Regions from separate parts of the Hordeum vulgare genome. Here region 2 is linked to region 1. The links are chromatin contacts, called in public Hi-C maps. All regions are on one chromosome and are shown on one strand. The core of a region is the stretch at or near the end of the contact, and the rest is flanking DNA. Distances in the headings are between cores, read along the strand shown. Region 1 holds the start of LOC123444301 (probable serine acetyltransferase 1). Region 2 has its middle 46 kb from the start of LOC123440185.

Region 1 (4,025 bases), core at 1,473-3,972:
AGGATTGAACCAACGTTCTCTACTCCCAATTGATCTTTTTTCAAAGTCATGTGCATAAGGTTTGAATGGCTTTTTAAGGATATATGCTCTTCGAACTGCGTCTTGATCATTAACAGGATAACTTGCAATGGATATCCTTTCTCCGGGATCATGTTTAAGACGACTGAAATCATAAACCGGTGGTAATGCAGGTGACACATCTTCAGTTTTCCCTATGGTCACACTAGACATAGACAATGTTGGTTCTTCAGTTTGTTGTTCGATCACAACTGGCACACACAAAGTTCTCCAGTTTGCTCTTCGGCCACATCCGGCATATTCCCCGCTTTCTTTTTCTTCCCTATCCTCATAGCTTCTTTCTGGAAAAAAGAAACAATGTCTCCACCCCTCTTCATTTTACAACAAATCTACAAAAAAAAAAAAAAACTAAATCAATTCACTAGCCTGAATTAATATGTATAAAAATACAAACCATAGTCTGATTTCTATACCTAAAAGGCTAAAACAGAAGAAGCAGAGCAGCAGAGTGCAGACTGCACAGCGCAGGGCGGCAGGGGTGCACCCCCCGTCGGGCGTCGGCTGCGCAGCGGCATCCTGGAGCTCCCCGCGTCGGGCGTCGGCTGCAGCCTGCGGCGTCCTCTGCGTCGGTCGTCGGAGCCTGGAGGCTGGAGCAGGGGCGGACAACGGCGCCACGGGCCGGTGGCCGGGTCGGGGTGCGCCGAGTCGGACTGGCGGAGGCGCGGAGCGGCGGGCGGCGTCGCGGCGAGCCGGCGGCGGCGGCAGGGAACGGGGAACCGCAACACTCGGGAATCGGGGTCGGTTCGGCAGCTCGCGTCTGGTAATCGGACGCCTGGCGATTCGGGCCGGGCCACAGGCCTAGTAGGCCGACTGGGTGTAAAATCCCAGGGTGAGCCCCCACCCTGGCCACCCTGCAAGTCCGCCACTGCCAATCACCCACAGGATTAACTAAAACCATGTGCCACCTTTTTGTTTATCAAAAATTTAAACTATGTGCTGCTAGCCTGCTATGATGTTTACCGCCTACTACTCCCTCCGTACTTAAATATAAGTCTTTTAAGATATTTCACTAAGTGTCTATATACGAAGCAAAATGAATGAATCTATAATTTAAAATATGTCTATATAATCCGTATGTAGTCTACTAGTTGAACCTCTACAAAGACTTATATTTAAAAACGGAGGGAATAGATGCTAGTATATGTCATGCATGATCCGTTTGATTTCGCAGATGCTGTCTGGAGGATTTGGCGTATCCAAAGAAAAGGACACATCTGAAAATACATTGGAATTTGGAATTTGGAATTGCAGAAAGAAGTATCAATGAATTTGTCCGGAGACGAGCAATTTGATTTGTACAAACAGCAAAGATGTCATAAAAAATATCTATGCGAGTATTACAAAGCATCAAGGATGCCAGTCTGAGTAGTGACCATTACATCTCGCAAAATTACAGGTACAGGGTGAACTTTCAGTTCAGTACATTTGCCGGCGTTGAGCACGGCCATGCACGGTATGGTTCACCTTCTCCTCACCGGAGGCAGATACTTTCAGACTAGCACCAGTTCACTATTCGAAAGAAAGGGACATGACTGGGCATTAGTATTACAGGTTACAGAGGAGGAGAGTGGCATCTTGCTCGGCTCAGTGTCTCAGATGGTGTAATCTGACCACTGCTGTATGAAGGAGGTATGGTCCATGGACTCCCCTGGCATGTCGTCGCCCTTCTTCCCGCCGATCAGCCTCGCGGGGTTCCCCACCGCGGTGCTCCTCGGCGGCACGTCGATGAGCACCACCGACCCGGCACCGATCTTGGCCCCGGCGCCAATCAGCACGTTGCCCAGGATCGTCGCCCCGGCGCCAATCAGAACGCCGTCCCCGATCTTGGGGTGCCGGTCGCCCACCGCCTTGCCTGTCCCGCCCAGCGTGACGTGGTGGAGGATGGAGACGTTGTCGCCGACGACGGCGGTCTCGCCTATGACGACCCCGGTGGCGTGGTCAAGGAGGATGCCCTTGCCGATGGCGGCGGCCGGGTGGATGTCGACGGCGAAGACCTCGGCGACCCGGGACTGGAGCGCGAGCGCGAGGGCGCGGCGGTTCTGCGCCCAGAGGACGTGCGCGACCCGGTGGGCCTGGACGGCGAGGAAGCCCTTGTAGTTGAGGAGGCAGTGGGAGAAGCCCGCGCAGGCGGGGTCCCGGGAGCGCACGGCGAGGAGGTCGGCGACGGCGGCGGCGCGGATGGTGGGGTGCGCGGCGAGGGAGCCGACGAAGAGGTCGTAGAGGAGCGTGGAGAGGAGGGTGGAGGAGCAGAGCTTGTTGGCGAGGTGGAAGGAGAGGGAGCGCTCGAGCGACGGGTGGGAGAGCACGGTGGCGTAGAGGAAGGAGGCGAGCGCCGGCTCGGCGTCGGCGTCGCGGCGCGCCTCGGCCTTGATCTGGGCCCAGACCCAGGACTCGTCGTTGTCTGACTCCGGGGGCGGGTAGGACGGCACCACGGCGGGGTGGAGGGCCGGCGGGCTGTGGCGGCGCTGCTGGGGATCGGCGCGGAGGGGCTGACCGGCCGTCATCGTCGTCGCCGTCGTCGCGTCGATGGTGTGTGGGCCGTTGGCTTGTGAGGGCGCCGTGACTCTGCGGTGCCGTCCGCGGAACGGGTGTATAGGCGCGGGCCGTGTATAGCCACGTCCCGCGTGGTGGACCAGCCAGCCAGCAGCCAATGAGAATGGAAGCTTATCTCCGACCGGGGCCCAACCTAAGGTGGTACACACGACAGAAGAGCGCGAGCCCGAGTTGCCGAGAGCAAGCGAAGGCGACACGACTGGATGGCGTACACACGGCAGCGCTGACTCTTTCTTTGCAAATAAATAACCTAAATGTTAAAAAATACAGTCCTTTTTAGCTCTCGCAAGCACACCCTTCCTTTACCGTCAGACCGAACCGATCGCGCAACGGTATGCCCAGGTGTTACCCGATCGGATCGGATCATCGCCAGCCGCGGTCAAGCGTGTCGTTTTGTAGTGGCGGGTCCCACAAGGAGGCATGTTCGTTTCTTTCCTCGATGGACCGTTCGAAATCAAAGTGGGGAGATGGAGGGGAGAGGAGCGATGTCGTGCAGTTGCCACATCTACTACCCTAAAAAAATTAGAAAGAGAAGACAGGTCCAACTTAAAATCTACATCGTCTAATCATGTACAATGATGTCAATACTCCGTTAACGAAAATGACTCACTAACGAAACACTAATACCCTCCCCGCTTCTACTCGTCCTACACGTCCTCGGTCAACTGCTCCCGGCCTGGAAAAAGTCCATTTCAAACCTTGAACTGGTAGGGCTTCAGCGAATCGAACCCTGAACTTGAAATCCTTGTCGTTTGTATCCTAAACTTTTAGATCCCGGTCTAAATCAAACTTTGATATCGTTTTAGAAGTAAACACGCTGACGTGGCCATGATTCTTTATGTCTGGTGGGCCAGGTTGCGTTATAATCGCAACGCGCGGTGAGAGACGAGGCCACAACAAAGTAATTGGGGATTTTGGAGTGGGAGGAGTAGGGTTAGGGGCGGCGGTTGCGGATCCTGAGCGGCGCAGCGGCGGAGCACGTTGCGCAGTGCGGCGGCTGATCTGTCCACAGGAATGTCGTGGTCATCGGGTCATTCTGCTGTTGCTGCGCCTGGCTTTCGTCGAGCCGCGGGAAGGAGAGGGGAGGAGTCGAGGTCGCTGGTGCCCTACAAAGAGAGCCCGATGGCTTACTAGCCGGCGAAGCTTTGATGGTGCAATCCTCGTCAGAAGGCGCCAAGATGGATCTCCTTGAGCATTCCTAACTCAGGCATGAGGTACTACGCGTGCGTCGATGCCATGGTGAGTTTGATTTTGATGTTGTTTCTCTTCATTTGTTCTCCTCCCCACTAATTCATTTATGTTACTACAAATTGAACAACATGGTGGTTGTGGATTTGTTGAATGGCATGATGATCCATTGCCGAAGTTTTTGAGTGATCTGATTGGAGATATGC
Region 2 (4,063 bases), core at 918-3,417, 48 kb before region 1:
GGTCCGGATCCAGAGGGCTGCGCGGCTATCTCTGGACCTAGAGGAGGAGGGGTAGAGGAGGAAGAGGAGTAGGAGCCGACAGAGGATGTGACGGAGGAGGAGGAGAAGGAGGAGGAGGCTCCGAAGCTGGATGTGGGGGGGGGGGAGGAGGCATCGACTCTGCAGGAGGACATGGATCTGCGGGCGGAGCGGCATGCCATCCTGGACTCCATCCACTCGGAGTCGGCTCCGTAGGCCACACGTCTTTGTCTACAGGAGATGGAGGCGGGGCGGGTTGCGACGGAGGCGACGCAGGCTGCGAAAGTGATCTTTTGTTGATGTTTACGTGAATTATGCCCGTTTAGTATTCGTTTATATGTTCGTTTCCTGTCGCTTTTGATCGTTTGGTGATCTACGTACTATGTTGCATGGATATAGGGTGCCGATATGAGGTAGGTGGGTGTGGAGGCACAGATTTAGGGAGTGCTCGGTGAGTGTCGACGGATGCATCCGGGCACGTCCGCTGGCATTTGAGGTGTCGGATTTGCCAAGTCCGGTTATAGATGCTCTAACTGGCCAGGCCTGAAATAATACATTCTACAACCGGACACCTCAAATATGATATCTCAAATACATACAAACTCATGCAACTACTACGTCGATGCATTACACACATCGTCCGGCTACTCCATCACTACTAACGTGTCATTGGGCTACCAAAATTTCACATGTTTAGCTATGCCGGACATAATCCAGGGCTGTCCTTCCCCTTCCCGGAGCCCTTGCCACCCTTCTTGTGGAAGTACCAGTCGAAGACAAAGTACAGATCAAGCCGGATCCGCTCGTCATCGGAGTTGTCCTTACCGTCGTTGACCTCCTTCTCCACCTTCGGTGGCAATACGACCATTTTACATACCGCCCGATTATGCTCTCGAGGCGCGTGCACGCGTGTTACTCCACTTTCGTTTCTTTAAAATGCGGGCGCGAATGGCTTTCTCTTCTGCGGCTGCCCGTGCCGCCGCATCAGCCGCCGCCATTTCCTCCATGATACGGGCCTCGGCGGTAATTATCCTCTCCTTCCCACGGCGGGAAGCCCGTTCCCAGTGGGACTCACTGTCTGGCGGACCGGTGATGGGGAAGGAGAGATTTTTCAGCCGCCGGGATCGCGATGGTCCAGCCCTTGAGGACCCGGGCACGTGTTGAGCTGACACGATGGAGTCACGGCGGACATATTCTGCAGCCGATCGGGCGTTGTCCTCACGTGAGCGGCGAAACGCATTGTGGACCGCCGTTGCCTCCTCCAACCTGCAGGAGATGACACCCCACTCGATGCATCCGGACTGGTCGGGGTCAGATCCGCCGCCCTCCATGCTAGAGAAGGCCAGAGATCACCGGAGGTGAGCTTGGGTGACGGATGGAAGTGTAGGGGGGGAGTGAAGTGAAGTGGCTAGGGTTTGGCCCGGCGAGCCGATGATGACATATATATATATGGGGTCGATGCAGGACAACACGAGCCATGCGGACGTGGCGGGTGTGCCCGAGCGCCCCATATCTGCCTCATATTTGGGATGGATATGGGGAGTGTCGGTCAACCCGTTTGAGGGCCCGACTGGGTTGATTTTTTGCTATCCATCAGTGACCGGGCGGCCAGGCCAGACGTTTGAGATACACATGAAAGGTCTGACTATAGATGCTTTTAGAGGGACCGTGGTTTCTTCAACCTATCAGAGTTCAAGTCTTGGTGTTCGTATTATTTTCCTGAATTTATTTTAAGATTTCTAGCTATGCACATTTAGTGGAAGGAGATGTTTTCGTGAATGACGAGGCGTCTACAGTGAGTGCGTAAATCTTAAAATGATATGCAAGATCAGTCTTTTAAAAATGCTTACAAAGATAAGTTGTATGTGTGTACGTTTATAAGGATGAGTGTATTTGCTTTTATGGAATGCTCGTACTGCGTTTACAAAAACAATTAATACCGATAGGAGTAGCAGATCTATTAGTTTTTTTTATAATTGTAAGTTTTTGTTGGTAGCTTAGCAGATTTAGTAGTTTTTTATACCGAAACGTTGGCATTCTAGAGATAGATCGCTAGCTTAAAACGAGGTCCACAAGTAATGTGAGCACAAGTGGATCTCAAAGAATATCATGTCGTCCTCGACCAATTGCTTTGGCACCATCCGATGGTGGCCGTGCTATCGAGCTGTCAAAGTCGCGCAAATACAATCACAGCTCGGCCGAAAGTAACATGTCTGTCCCCCGCATGAAAAAAAAGTAACATGTCTTCGAAGCAAAATCATGGCTTTCACGAAGATAAAAACATACCTTTTACAGAAGTAAAATCATACTTCTCTTAAAGAAAAAAATTACGTTTTTCCCTGTTTTTGGGAGATACGACCGTGCCTTCATTGAAGCATAATCGTACCTTTTAGAAAAACAAAACCGTGCCTTTTGTAAAAAATCAAAAAACACGTTTTATTCGTTTTCGAGGAGCACGATCATGCCTCTCGCATAAATAAAACTGTGGCTTTCGCAGAAGCAAAATCATTTCTCTCGTGAAAAAAAATAGAAAACACATTTTTTTCATTTCCAAGAGGCATGACCGTGCCTTTCACGAACGCAAAACCGTGCCTCTCGCAAAAATAAATAAATAAATAAACGCGTTTTTCCCGTTTCCAAGAGGCATGACCGTGCCTCTCACGAAAGCAAAAAACGTACCTCTTGAAAAAAACTTGCGTTTTTTGCAAAAAAAAAGAGATTTTGTTCCATCAAAAATCTAAAAAAGACCGGTGAAAAACCAAAACACACACAAAAAAACCTGAAAAGTCAAAAACGCGTGCGGAAAATTAAAAAAAGAAATCTGAAGGGAACACTCAGAATGTGACATGTGACGGCGGCTAAACACGCGTCAAGTGATGACGCGTGGGAGTGATCGTTGAGAGATTTTCTAAGGAATGCTCGTTAACTAGTTGTTCCTTCTTTTAAAATCATTAATTTTATTTGTCTAGCAATGTGTATATAGTTAGGCTATTGCTCAAGAGCCTTCTTCCTTTGCTTTTTTACATCTCTCGTCTGCATAGAGAAAAATACCATGTAATTGGGTTATAAGCTTAGTATTGTATTTGTTGTTATCGTAATACTCAAGCTGACGCTGATGAGAGCGGTGCAACTTGGCGCCTGCCATCTCATCAATTATTTACAGCAAAATTTTCAAGTATAAATTCACCTTGAGGTGCTACTTGGTGTTACATAAACAGTTGTAGATCTCATCAAGCCGTATGCACTAGCTTCTCCGAGGAACTCCGAGGAAATAAAGCCACTGAGGTCGACGGTCTTATGGTTTGAAAGATTCCAAAGGCAGAAAAAGTAGGAAATGCATGGGGGGTCGGACATCAGGACACGTTGAATCACAGAGAAACGAATTTTTTGATGAAGTTAGACTGAATCAAAATTCATACAAGTTTACACACAAAAATCCATGGATTTTCCCATGTACAAATCATATAAAACGATACAGGAACCAGCTGCCTCTGCAATAATCACCATCAATCTTTCCCCTCCTCCGGGTTGGATAGGAATAGGTGGAATCCCTTCGGCATCGCCACCACCACACCCCCTTCCTCCTCCTCACCTCGCCGTCGCATGAGGAGACCTGCTGACGAAGTCCAGGCCGGCTCCATGGAAGGGGTGTGTGTGTGTGGGGGGGGGATCTCATAGGGAGGCTTGCGGGCGGATCTGGCAAGCACGGACATGCACGCGTATTGCGCAAGCGCGGCTTCGACGCGGATCCAGTGGCCCGTGAGGAGGAAGGCGTGACGGTGGACTCGCGACGACCATAAGCACCACGACAACAGCAGGGGTGATGCGCGGGCGTGGCGGGACATGTGGCACGGTGGGCGCACGTGGAGGTTCTAACAGTCTCGAACCAATGCTCGAGAAAATTCCTATTTTATTTCATTGTCGCCGAGTGATTTATTTGGTTGTCACATTCATCATCACATCATTCGCATCATCCGTATTGCATCGGCACTCCATTGCTGTCATTTTTCAAAACTTGCATCCGTTGTTAGTTGTCAGTTCTCTC

What was found. A called contact is a pair of places that touch in the nucleus more often than the background predicts.
Region 2: a contact with region 1 is called in a Hi-C map of leaf, with 2.9 times the contacts expected there. The contact joins the enhancer-like site here to the promoter of LOC123444301 in region 1. A contact is called at or near these places in 2 of 6 Hi-C or Micro-C datasets (leaf and seedling).

What each region holds. Positions count from the first base shown.
Region 1 is chr3H:466,461,150-466,465,174 of MorexV3_pseudomolecules_assembly, reverse strand. LOC123444301 (probable serine acetyltransferase 1) reads right to left here and starts at 2,722. Exons shown (of 1, transcript XM_045120984.1): 1 at 1,371-2,722. The coding sequence starts at 2,582. The coding sequence ends at 1,671. LOC123440185 (a long non-coding RNA gene) reads right to left here and starts at 1,078. Exons shown (of 2, transcript XR_006630294.1): 1 at 492-1,078; 2 at 1-407.
Region 2 is chr3H:466,508,300-466,512,362 of MorexV3_pseudomolecules_assembly, reverse strand. No RefSeq gene overlaps it. Among protein-coding and RNA genes, the nearest start is that of LOC123440185, 46 kb to the right of the region's middle. Within about 2 kb of position 2,167, at least 2 of the 3 cell types and tissues checked have open chromatin away from gene starts, as enhancers often do. A contact at or near this core is called in leaf, where this site is marked.